Linked DNA regions of Mus musculus: region 2 is linked to region 1. A link is a contact called in public Hi-C data. All regions are on one chromosome and are shown on one strand. Each heading gives the region's core, a stretch centred on a gene start, on an enhancer-like site or on the middle of the called end of the contact. The rest is flanking DNA. Distances are from core to core; before and after follow the strand shown. Region 1 holds the start of Eny2 (ENY2 transcription and export complex 2 subunit). Region 2 holds the start of Eif3h (eukaryotic translation initiation factor 3, subunit H).

Region 1 (5,502 bases), core at 885-3,384:
ATTCCTTTGTACACTTGATTACCCTGCTCTGAGAGCCATTCTGTTTGTTTCTCAGCCCTTTCTTTAAACGTTTGCTCCTTAAATTAGGTTTTGAGCATAGCATTATACAATGGGAATACAAAGGTATCTCTGTCATGGAGGGTGGATCACACTGAAGACCATAAGCTAATGGAGTAGGGAGTGGATACAAGAGCTGGAATTTGAAGATACATAGCTGAGTATTTAAATAAGAGGAACAAGAAAGTCCTTCAGAAAATAGTAACAGCACATGCTGCCCCAGAGTTAAGGGCCTGAGGTAATTAAACACAGTTCTATAATAAAACCTGGGTAATATTCTCCAGCTGTAGATATTTGTGTCTTTGCGGTCTCTTTTCCACTTTGTTAAAAATGCCTTAGCAGTGTCACTGATTGCTTATCTTTGTATATGACACTTCCGAATCTGGTAATGCTGATTCAAACTATTACAGATGTTAAGAATAGAAACTCTGATAAGCTTTACTTTTCTGTAATTCTTTCCAGGTATGTTTTGGCCCTTGACACTTGAAATTCCTCCAATATAATTATTAAAGATGGTAAAACCTACTTTATTGATACAATTTATTACTCACCGTTCTCTTTCTCCAGTTTCTATTAACTTTTGGTTAATCGCTGCTCTCATCTGCGCATCTTTGTTCATCTTGCTAACCTGGACATCAACATGCATTTTGAGATACATAATATTTAGAAAAGTGTTTCCTTCTAAGACCTCTCTAGACAATCATCCTAATACATTGAACATTATAATAAGGAAAGGATGATAATTTTAAGTACCTTACATGGTATTATTATTCTTAGTACTATTTCCTGTATCCCAATTCCCTTCCCTCATAAGCTCTTTATTGTTTATTTTCTTTGTCTTTTTAAAAAGGGAATAACTACTATTATAATACCATTAAGCACTTATGTACCTAAAACTGAGAATATTTAACCCCCAAATTTGCTCTAATGACACAATTCCATTTTACAGATGAGAACACTGAGGCACAGAGACAGAATGTGAAGTCAGGTACTTGGAGTCCCACCTTATTTAATTGTACACTAATATCTGACTGGCGTTCATTTCTGCATCTTAACTGCATTCAATTTCTGGGTAAGCCATAGCATGCACACTAATAAAAGATACGACTATGAAAAATGAAATAAGACTATGTGCTTGCTTTACCCAATAAACTTCACGGAGAATTACAACTGCTACCCTAGCTTTGGATTTCATATCCTTATTTCTGAAGGGTAAGTAAGAAAACGAATTTCAAACTAGTCTTTGAGAAATTCTTCATTTTCAATAAAAAACAGACAACCAATGCCAAAATAGGTGTAGGGGAAAAAAAAAAAAAGCAAGGTTAACTTTTGAGCGCATTTTTGCCATTTAAAAGTCAGGTTTAAGTTAATGTTTTCCTACTTAGTGTGAATCTTCTTTTGTAATTCTCCGTCTTGTCTGTATGGAAATTCAGACTACAAAGAATTTTCAGAGTTGGGCTGCGCAAGAAGCAGGTGAACAGAGGGTTAATAACTAGGCAACGCTTTACTTCTGTAGTTGGGGCTTAACATTTCCAAATTAACTGCAAAAGTTTAGACAGTGTCATAGCAAGAACAGCAAAACTTCGTCTCGTCTTGGCCCCTAAAATCACGGATAGTGACCTTGGGCAAGTCACTTAATGCCTAAAGGCCTCAGTTTTCTCACTGGTAAAACCAGGGCGCTAGGGACTCCCTCCCGGTTCTGACATTCTTTAGGAAAATGCAACACGGCGCAGACAGCTGGAGAGGCGGGAGGGGAGGAGCCAGAAAACAAAGCGGGGACTGGCTCCCGGCCAACTCCAGCAGCACGCCCTGTCGGAGAGCCCTACAGGCCCGCGAGCGAGCGAGCGAGCGAGCGCGGGTCGGGGAAGCTAACGAAAGACAGCACATCGAAAGGAGCCTGGGCTGGGCCCGGGTCCCGGCCCTGAGGACCACGGGCATAGCTCACCACCATCACCGCGGGCGAGGGCCGTCCCTTCCCAGCGACGAAATGACCCTTGCGCTGACGACCGTTACCTACCACACTCTTCGGCTGCCCGGACTTAGACCCTCAGTAGCTCGGGCACCTAAGCACACAGAAAGCTAGACCACGCATTTCCGGGGCGGGATCTGGCCACCCTGCCTATAATGTGAGAATTCAACTAGCGCGGGCCGCCTTCTGGTCGCTCGGCCCTCTGGGTAAGGAAGTCCAGAGTCTGTTAGCTGACGTGGGTTCAGGGATCAAAAAACTACATTTCCCAGCATTGCAACAGAACCAAATTTCTCATGGACACTACACTTCCCAGAAGAGACGTGGCGCCGCAGAGTCGTCTGGGATGGGAACCACGCCGTTTCCCAGCCTCAGTTCCAGGAGTGAAGCGCGGACCTTTCAACAAGAGCTTTATTGATTCTCTTGCTGGGATCGGGGGAACGCGATGGAGGCGGCCAATTGCTCTCTGCGGGTGAAAAGACCTCTGCTGGATCCCCGCTTCGAGGGCTACAAGCTGTCTCTCGAACCGCTGCCCTGCTACCAGCTGGAGCTTGATGCAGGTGGGATCGGCGGCACCCTCTCGCACCCGGTTCCTTCTTGTTGAGGCTGCCATTGGCGCAACCCTCTGTCACTCCGGCTAGCCAGCCACCTCCTGCCGGTCTGCACCTAGAGCGGCCGTCCACGCGGGGACCCGAGGATGCCCCCTTTCCTTCCGCGCCTTAGCCGCGGCACTGTGGGCTGGCCTAGGCGTCCGCAGCTCAGGCTCGGATGTTCTCCGCCCATACATCTCTGGCTCCTGCTCTGAAGGTTCAAGTTGTCCTTCCTTCCCAAACCTTACCTTTAGTAAACGTGTTCGCTGAGAAGCCACACCTCCTTGGAAAGTCCCCAACTCCCTTTTTCCTTCTGACGCAGAATCATTTCTTGGGAGAGAAAAATTTCCACATTCAGTTAGCAGTTTCAAATACTCGGGTCCTGGATCATGCTACAATTTATTGAGGGCAAGTGATTTAGTGCGCTTACTGTTGCTTGCTGCTACTACTTATTTATCTGTAACTTCCTAGAGGCTATTCTCCTTTTTACAACCATAGGAATTGTAGTTTTGTTAGGGAAAGTGTCCAGGGATTTGTGTTTTTAAATACATGTCTCTGCAGATTCTTATTTTGATACAAGTTTTCCATAGGTTGTACTTTGAGAAATAGTGATCTAGAGGTGTTAGTCGACGTTTGAGTATCAAGCGTTACTTATGTATGTATCTATGTATCTTTTCTCTAGATTGTATCTAGATTGTAGGGAGTCTATTCTTGACTGTCCTGGCACTTGCTTTGTAGCCCAGGCTGGCCCAGAACTCACAGATAACCAGCTGCCTCTGTGCTGGGATTAAAGACATAAACAAGTAGACCAACAAATGCTTGGGTTTTTTGTTTGTTTGTTTGTTTGTTTGTTTTTAAAGTTTCTTAAGTGTAAAAGTAATTGTTGTGGGCCTGTTTTGTGATTCATCGAGATGATTACGTGATTGGTATAATCATGAGTACCTAATAAATCATAATCCATTCACTAATAAACATCTAATTACAGTATGGGCAAGTAGTGAGAGGAACGTGAGCAAATGTAATGGTCTAACTGAGTATGTTTTCTCAACTTGTTTGGAGACCTGGGAAAACTTCCGGTAGGAGTTGATGAGGGACTTGAGTTGTGAAGGAAAACAGGTAGCTGTTGGCTGGTATAAGAGGAGAGGTGCTTCCTTCTTTTTGTTCTTTCTCTTGGACGTTTTTTGTTGCTTTTCTTTCTGTGTCAATAAATGATCCGGCCATGTTTAGTTAGCCAATTGATTGGAAACAAAATTCGAAGGAACAAAACCTAATGGCTCAAGCCAGCAGGTTCTCCTCACTGCTCATTCAGTTACGAGTTGGCAGAGGCAGTTCTAGTCAGCTTGATTTGTCTAGATCACTTGCCAGATGATCTTGACTTGAGTCTTCCATATGGCTGGTCACCTTTCAACAGGCTAGCACAGGCTGTTTGCGGAAGTTAAGTCACGGTGTACATGCTGTTCCAGTGGCTGTCGACACATTTCCACTTGTTCCATTGGGCAAAGCAAATTAAATAATCAAGTGAAGAATTGCTGTTGGAAGACCCTAGCAGAGGGTGGAGATCTAGAGCGCTAAAAGTTGGGACAGTGAAAGTCTAGGAAATTATATTACTCTCTGTTAATGTGAAATCAAGGTACTAAACAGGTATAATGCCCAAGTTTCCTTGTGCCCTTGTGTAACTCTCTCTGCTGGCACCCACAGTCAGGAAATGAGAATGCTTACTCTCAACCTGATTTCTCTTTATTCAGTAGTGCTGCCCCCATTAAGATCTAGGTAATCTCTCATAGGTTTGCCCAGAGGCTTATCTATAAGATGATTTGGGATGGAGCTGGTTAGATGGCTCAGCAGGTAAGAGCACCCGACTGCTCTTACCTTGCTCTTACCTGCTCTTGAGTTCAAATCCCAGCAACCACATGGTGGCTTACAACTATCCCTAATGAGATCTGACTCCCTCTTCTGGAGTGTCGGAAGACAGCTACAGTGACTTACATATAATAAATAAATAAATCTTAAAAAAAAAAAGATGATTTGGGATCCTATGAAGTTGACAACCAAGATTAGAGCTGTCCATTTTTCTGCAAATCTCATTTTCTTTACAGCTGAATATAATGCATTTCATATACGTGCATCTGTGTAGCTTTCCTTTATTCAGTCATCTATTGATAAACATCTAGATTGATTCTGTTTCCTAGCTTTTGGGAAGAGAGCAGTAATGAATGTGAGTGTGCAGGGATCTCAGTGGTAGGATAGAGAATTCTTTGAGTATATGCCCAAAAGTATAGCTGTAGGGTCATAAGCTTTGGAGAAACCTCCATATAGATCTCCATAATGGCTATAAGTAGTTTAAATTTCCACTAGCCATAAAACGGGATCATCGGTGTGCGCTATCCTCTCATTTCTTATGGATGACACTGAATCTCAAAGTAGGTTTAATTTGCTTTTTTCCTGATTGCTAAGGATGTGAAACACTTTGATGTGTAGTGATGTGTGTTTTAGTTTTTTAGTTTGTTGTCGTTGTTATGTATAGTTAGCTATTAACTTTTTGTCTGAGTATAGAGCTAAAGACTTTCATTCTGTAGTCTGCCTTTCACTCTGTTAATAGTTTCTTTGCTGTTGAGAAAACATTTTAATTTTATATCATCTCGTTTATTATTTCCTGTGGTTATTTCCTGTGCTGATAAAGTATTGTTCAAAAGTTTTTTTTTTTCTTTCTGTGCCTATATCTTGAAATGTATTCCCTTTAATCTCTTGTAGCCATCTCAGTATTTCAGATTTTGATAGAGTTTGAAATAATTTTTATGTAGAGTGAATATAGTCAATAATTTAGGAGGGAAAGCCTTATCTGTTCCCATTCTAGCTCCCAAATAATTGACTCAAAGTCCTATTAAGTTT
Region 2 (5,502 bases), core at 1,927-4,426, 7.4 Mb before region 1:
CATTAAGTTCTATGTCTGTACCATGTGGATTTGGGGGACTGAACTCAGGGTGTCAGGACTGGCAGGTGCCTTTATCCCCCAATCTCACAGGCCCCACTTTTTTCTGAGACAGCATTTTCCACTGGCCTGGAGCTGAGCCAGAAGACTAGGCTGGTCTGGCTTGTCTAGAAGGCCTCAAGAATCCGTCTGTCTCTGTGCCCTAATGCTAGGATCACACCTAAGCATTAGGTCAGTACCCCACCTTTTTATGTGGGTTTTGAGGATCAAATGCATAGCATCCCGTTTACAAGGCAAGTACTTTATGAGCTGAGCTGTCTCTCTAGCTTCCCTGTCCCCCAATTTACTGGCAACATGTTTAAATCATTGTGTCTGAAGTGAGTTTCTTCTGGTCACGTATGCATATGTTTATGTTTATATATCTTATTTTTTTTTGTCTTGTAATTGGTATGTCAAGAACACTTATATTATTGTAGCTACTTATAAGTTTAGGCTTAGGCAAGCCATTTAATTTCTTTATCTCCAATCTATTGTCTCTTTTTCATTTCTTTCTTCCCTTCTGTGTTCTTGAAGTTTCTTTAAATATCTTTGAAGCTGACCTGCCCAGAACTTCCCATCTTGCTTTAGTTTCCCAAGCTCTAGACTTCAGATTTGTACAAGCATAACTGTTAGCCTTTCACATTAATTACCTATGGCATTTTACCCTATTTCTTTGCAAAACTTATTCAGTCGTCATCGGAGAAGCTTCCTCTGCGTCTGAATGGGAACAAATTCAGAAATCTACAACCAGACATTACACAGACACACTGACACAGACCACACAGCCACACACACACACACACACACACACACACACACAAACACACACACACACACACACACATGCGCACACGGTGGGGGTTGGAGGAGGGAGGAGAGACAGAGACAGAGACAGAGAGAAACAGAAACAGAAACAGAGAGAGCCAGGTACAGAGACAGACAGAGATAGATCCAGGAATAAACAGCTTTAAAGAGATGTCTTCATTAAATCCTTCCTCTGGGAGCTAAGGGAATCCCGTAGAACAGAATAGAGGCAGAATAAGTGTAAGAACCAGAGGGGATGGAGCACACCAGGAGAACAAGTCCCTCTAAATCTACTGAGCAAGGCTCACATGAATGCACAGAGACTGAAGCTGCCAGTACAGGGCCTACATGGGGGCTGCACCAGGTCCTTCATGGATAGATTATATTTTCCAGTTTAGTTTTTTTGTTTGTTTGTTTAGTTTGATTTCTGTTTTTTCTTTTTCTTTTCTTGTTTTTGTTTTTGTTTTTTGTTTTTGTTTTTCAAGACAGGGTTTCTCTGTGTCGCCTTGGCTGTCCTGGAACTCACTCTGTAGATCAGGATGGCCTCGAACTCAGAAATCCACTTGCCTCTGCCTCCCAAGTGCTGGGATTAAAGGCATGCACCACCACGCCCAGCCCAATTTCTGTTTTTTTTTTCAAGGCAGGGTTTCTCTGTGGTTCTGGCTGTCCTGGAACTTGCCCTGGATCAGGCTGAGTTTAAACTCCTAGATATTTGCCTGCCATTATCTCCCCAGTGCTGGGATTAAAGGCAAGTGCCACTACCTAACTGGCACAATTTTTAAAACAATTTACCTTTTTTTGTTTTTTGTTTTTTTGTTTTTTGAGACAGGGTTTCTCTGTGTAGCCCTGGCTGTCCTGGCACTCTGTAGACCAGGCTGGCCTCGAACTCAGAAATCCACCTGCCTCTGCCTCCCAAGTGTTGGGATTAAAGGCATGCACCACCACGCACGGCTTAAAATAATTTAAACATTTATATTTGAGTACTTTGGTGCTGAACTCTGGGTCTTTACTTCGGCTGGCTCGTCTAATACAGATCTGGTGATGGAAAGGTAGCTAGTAGGGACTTCTCTGAAGGGACTCTAGCCAGCCCAAGCACTGCAGGCATCGATCTGTTAGGCCTTGCCCTTCTCCCCCCATTCCCTCCATCAAACCAAACCAACAGATTGCATTCCTAAAGCTAGCCAACAAGGTCCATTCCCTTATTTGGCCACTTCCTCCTCCTGTGGATGACTACCAAAGTCCAGCTATCAAAGGAAGTCCAGCACTCAGCACCTCCCTTGGCTCACCTAATTAACATACCCAATTAAAATTAAGCACTTCATCCTAATATGGGTTTTCCCCTTCACCTTTACAAGCTGCCATTGTCACATTTGTGTCCCTGCTTTCCAGAGGCAGTGTCCTGTCAAACTATGTATGTTGTAGGATTAGCTAGTGGATATTTTTTCTTTATAAATACCACACAGTTTTAACTCCCACTTAATTCTTTTGAGAGTTTTATTTCTGCTTTTTAACACCCTGCTACTGCTTTCTAGTGTAACTCTTCTATGATGCACCTTTGATACTTTGTGGAGATTTTCTCTGTGAGCCAGGATGCTAATATTCCTTCTAGACTTGTAGAAGTGGACATTGAATCATTGAATCATTAGTAACATTTTAATCCTTGCTGTCAGATTGATGCATAACAAACCCCAAATAATAGCAACAACAAAAATTAAAGGTTAGCATACAATATTTTCTGCCACAGTGTGACCATTTCATTACTTTTGAATAAGGAGTAGGGAAAAAGTCACTCTAAAGCAGAGAATTATTACAATGGCTTCCTACAACAGATGTAGTGTTTTCCAGTCACGATAATATGTATTTCAGAGCTCATGTCATAGGTCAGCATTATTCGTAGAGTCTGCATTCTGAATACTTACCATGACATCAACTTCCACACTACAACACTACAGAAAAGAACTTCTGAGTATTTTACCCAGGTAAATCTTTCATTTTAGAGACTGATCAAAGTTAACCATGTTTTAGACATTTTCTGTATATTCTGAGTGGGTGTAGAATAATGGCTCTTGCTTCTAAGCTCTTTCTCTGTAGTCAGAGTGACCCTAATCAATTACTGTGGGTTGAGCAGTACGGGCCAAACTCCGCGCGTGCGCAGAGGATTCCCACAATCTCAGGGAGGGTTGGGGGAGGGAGAAACACCACCGAGGAGGCGGGGCCCTGCCCAGCCTGCTTCCAGACACCGCCCCCCCCACCCCCAAAGCCTTAACATAGCGTCACGGAGCCTCGTAGTTCCGCTTCCGGCGCCTCACGCTTCTCTTTCTTCCTGTCTGGCTGGAAACATGGCGTCGCGCAAGGAAGGCACCGGCTCTACCGCCACCTCCTCCGGTTCTGCTGGCGGCGCGGTGGGGAAGGGCAAAGGCAAAGGCGGCTCCGGAGATTCGGCCGTGAAGCAGGTGCAGATCGACGGCCTGGTGAGTGCGGGTTGCGGCCACAGGCCCACGTGTGAGGCTGATCCCTGCCGGGCGCGCTTCCTGCCGCCTTCCCCAGGCGCGGGCTGACCGCGCTCTCCCCTCGGCGCCCTTCTCCTTCATCTTCACTTTTGCTCGAAAGACACCGCAGCCTTCCCTGTTTTCCGACGAGAGACCTGAGTGCTGAGAAACGGGGCCGGAATGGGGGTATGGGACAGCTTGGCGTGGTCTGGCTTTTAGAGGCTCAGGAGAGGAGGGGTTACAACCGAATGACAGTTGTGATGGGAAGGATTTAGGGTTCTGTTTGGGGCTCTAGGGAGAGGAGTGAGGGGAAAGGAAACACCTTGGCTTCCCGGAGGGGCGTTTGCCAAGTGCATTCTCAATAGATTTACTGTGTTAGCGTGTGTTAACTTTACCTGGGCTTGCAGAACTGGGGTAAAACTCTTAGGCAGAGTTCAGCGTGAACCCAAGAAGCCATAGGACACAGCCGTAAGTTTATTTCTGCATAAGATCCATGACTTAGAGTATCTGGGGAAGCTCGGGGGAAGGTAGTGGATGGAAGAGAAAATATGCGAATCTAGAAATGAGGTGGGGTTCTAAGCTTTAGGAACCTTCCTCCTGAAGGTTGTGGTGGCACATGTCTTTACCCTGAGCACAGGTGAGGCCCAGGCAGGCAGAGCTCCACGAGTTTGAGGTCATTTGGCACCGAGATCTTGTCTCAAAAAGAAAACCACAGAGAAAAGAAAAAGGTCATCGTCGTCGTCTTCTTCTTCTCCCTTCTTTCTCCTCCTCCTTCTTTTCTTCTTTTTTCTTTTTTCCCCAAAGCACCCTTTTCTCTCAAACCAGTTTTTAGGTATTATCCATTAGGTATTTTCTAAAGACTTTTTTTTTTTTTTTTTTTTTTTTTCGAGACAGGGTTTCTCTGTGTAGCCCTGGCTGTCCTGGAACTCACTTCGTAGACCAGGCTGGCCTCGAACTCAGAAATCTGCCTGCCTCTGCCTCCCAAGTGCTAGGATTAAAGGCGTGCGCCACCATGCCCGGCTAAAGACTCTTGTAATAGGGATTTTTTAATTTATGTGAAAATTGTGATTGCAGCAGGCAGTGTTTAAGTGGAAATTATTAGTAATTTCACTTTGGACTATAGTTTAGTTAGATTGTCATGAGGCTTTTTTGTGTTTGTTGTTTAATATAACCTGATGTTTATAGACTTAGTCTCTGTGGCCCTAAGAAGTTGGCCTTAACCAGCTTTAGTTACCTCATGTGTTCAGATGGGATTGAGAAGTAGTTAGGCATTGGTGTATCGTTTGGATTATGTGAAAACCTGTATGTGGTGAGCATGGGAGACTGTAAGCTGTGCTTGTTACTGACTGTAATACCTGTGGATGTCAGAGTTTGAAAGATGCAGGGAAGAGCTTAAGTTTAGAAAGCTTTATGCCTCCAGTTAAGTATCACTTGCATAGTACTGTGAAAAAGAAATGTTAGGTTGTTTACTTAGCTGACAGTTTCAGCTTTCAATGGCTTTTTGAGGCAGGTGCCTTTTAGGAATAAATAATACATGTTTAAAGATCGCAAATTAGTTGGTGGGTGGACTTGTAAAGTATCATTTCAACACTTGGAAAGTATTTTAAGTCATAACTTATGTCTTAACTGCATTTTTGTATAATTTGAAACCACTCTTTGAATTACTTGGCTTCTAGAGTTGTAAAAGTCAACAGGTAGGTGTTATAAATCTGCCTGGTAGATGTAATTACAAGTATGTATTTATTTTAGGACTGGGTTTGGACATGGTGGTCCACACCTGTAATCCCAACACTTGGGAAGGTACAGCAGGATTCTGGGGAGTTGTCCAGCAGCCTGGGCTACGTAGTGGGACTGACTGTCAAACACGACACAGTAGAACATACTTTTAGGGCAGTCTTGTAACTGCCGAGCTGTCTCAACAGGAACAGTGTCAGGGTGCCTTAAGATTGCAGCAGGTGGGAACAGACAGGGCCATTTGAGTTCAACCGGCAGGCAGTGGGCCTAGGAAAGTCAAGACACTTATTCTTAGTTCTGGATTCATGGCTCACTGTTTTCTTTTATCTGGGGACTGATTATTGCTCTTCCTAAGAGATTGTGTTAGAAGTTTGGGTGTTGATAGTTTACTATGAAGATACACTTTTCAGTGACAAAAATACTCATGTCTTCACTCAAA

Evidence for each region. A called contact is a pair of places that touch in the nucleus more often than the background predicts.
Region 2: a Hi-C map of pre-B cells shows a contact between it and region 1, with 5 times the contacts expected there. The contact joins the promoter of Eif3h here to the promoter of Eny2 in region 1. A contact is called at or near these places in 1 of 39 promoter capture datasets (pre-B cells) and 3 of 484 Hi-C or Micro-C datasets (CD4 T cells, pre-B cells and regulatory T cells).

The regions. Positions count from the first base shown.
Region 1 is chr15:44,424,743-44,430,244 of GRCm38.p6, reverse strand. It overlaps Eny2 (ENY2 transcription and export complex 2 subunit), which reads right to left and starts at 2,134. Exons shown (of 5, transcript NM_175009.3): 1 at 2,003-2,134; 2 at 609-685. The coding sequence starts at 2,008. It overlaps Nudcd1 (NudC domain containing 1), which reads left to right and starts at 1,938. Exons shown (of 10, transcript NM_001113554.1): 1 at 1,938-2,583. The coding sequence starts at 2,469.
Region 2 is chr15:51,863,135-51,868,636 of GRCm38.p6, reverse strand. It overlaps Eif3h (eukaryotic translation initiation factor 3, subunit H), which reads left to right and starts at 3,176. Exons shown (of 8, transcript NM_080635.1): 1 at 3,176-3,311. The coding sequence starts at 3,180.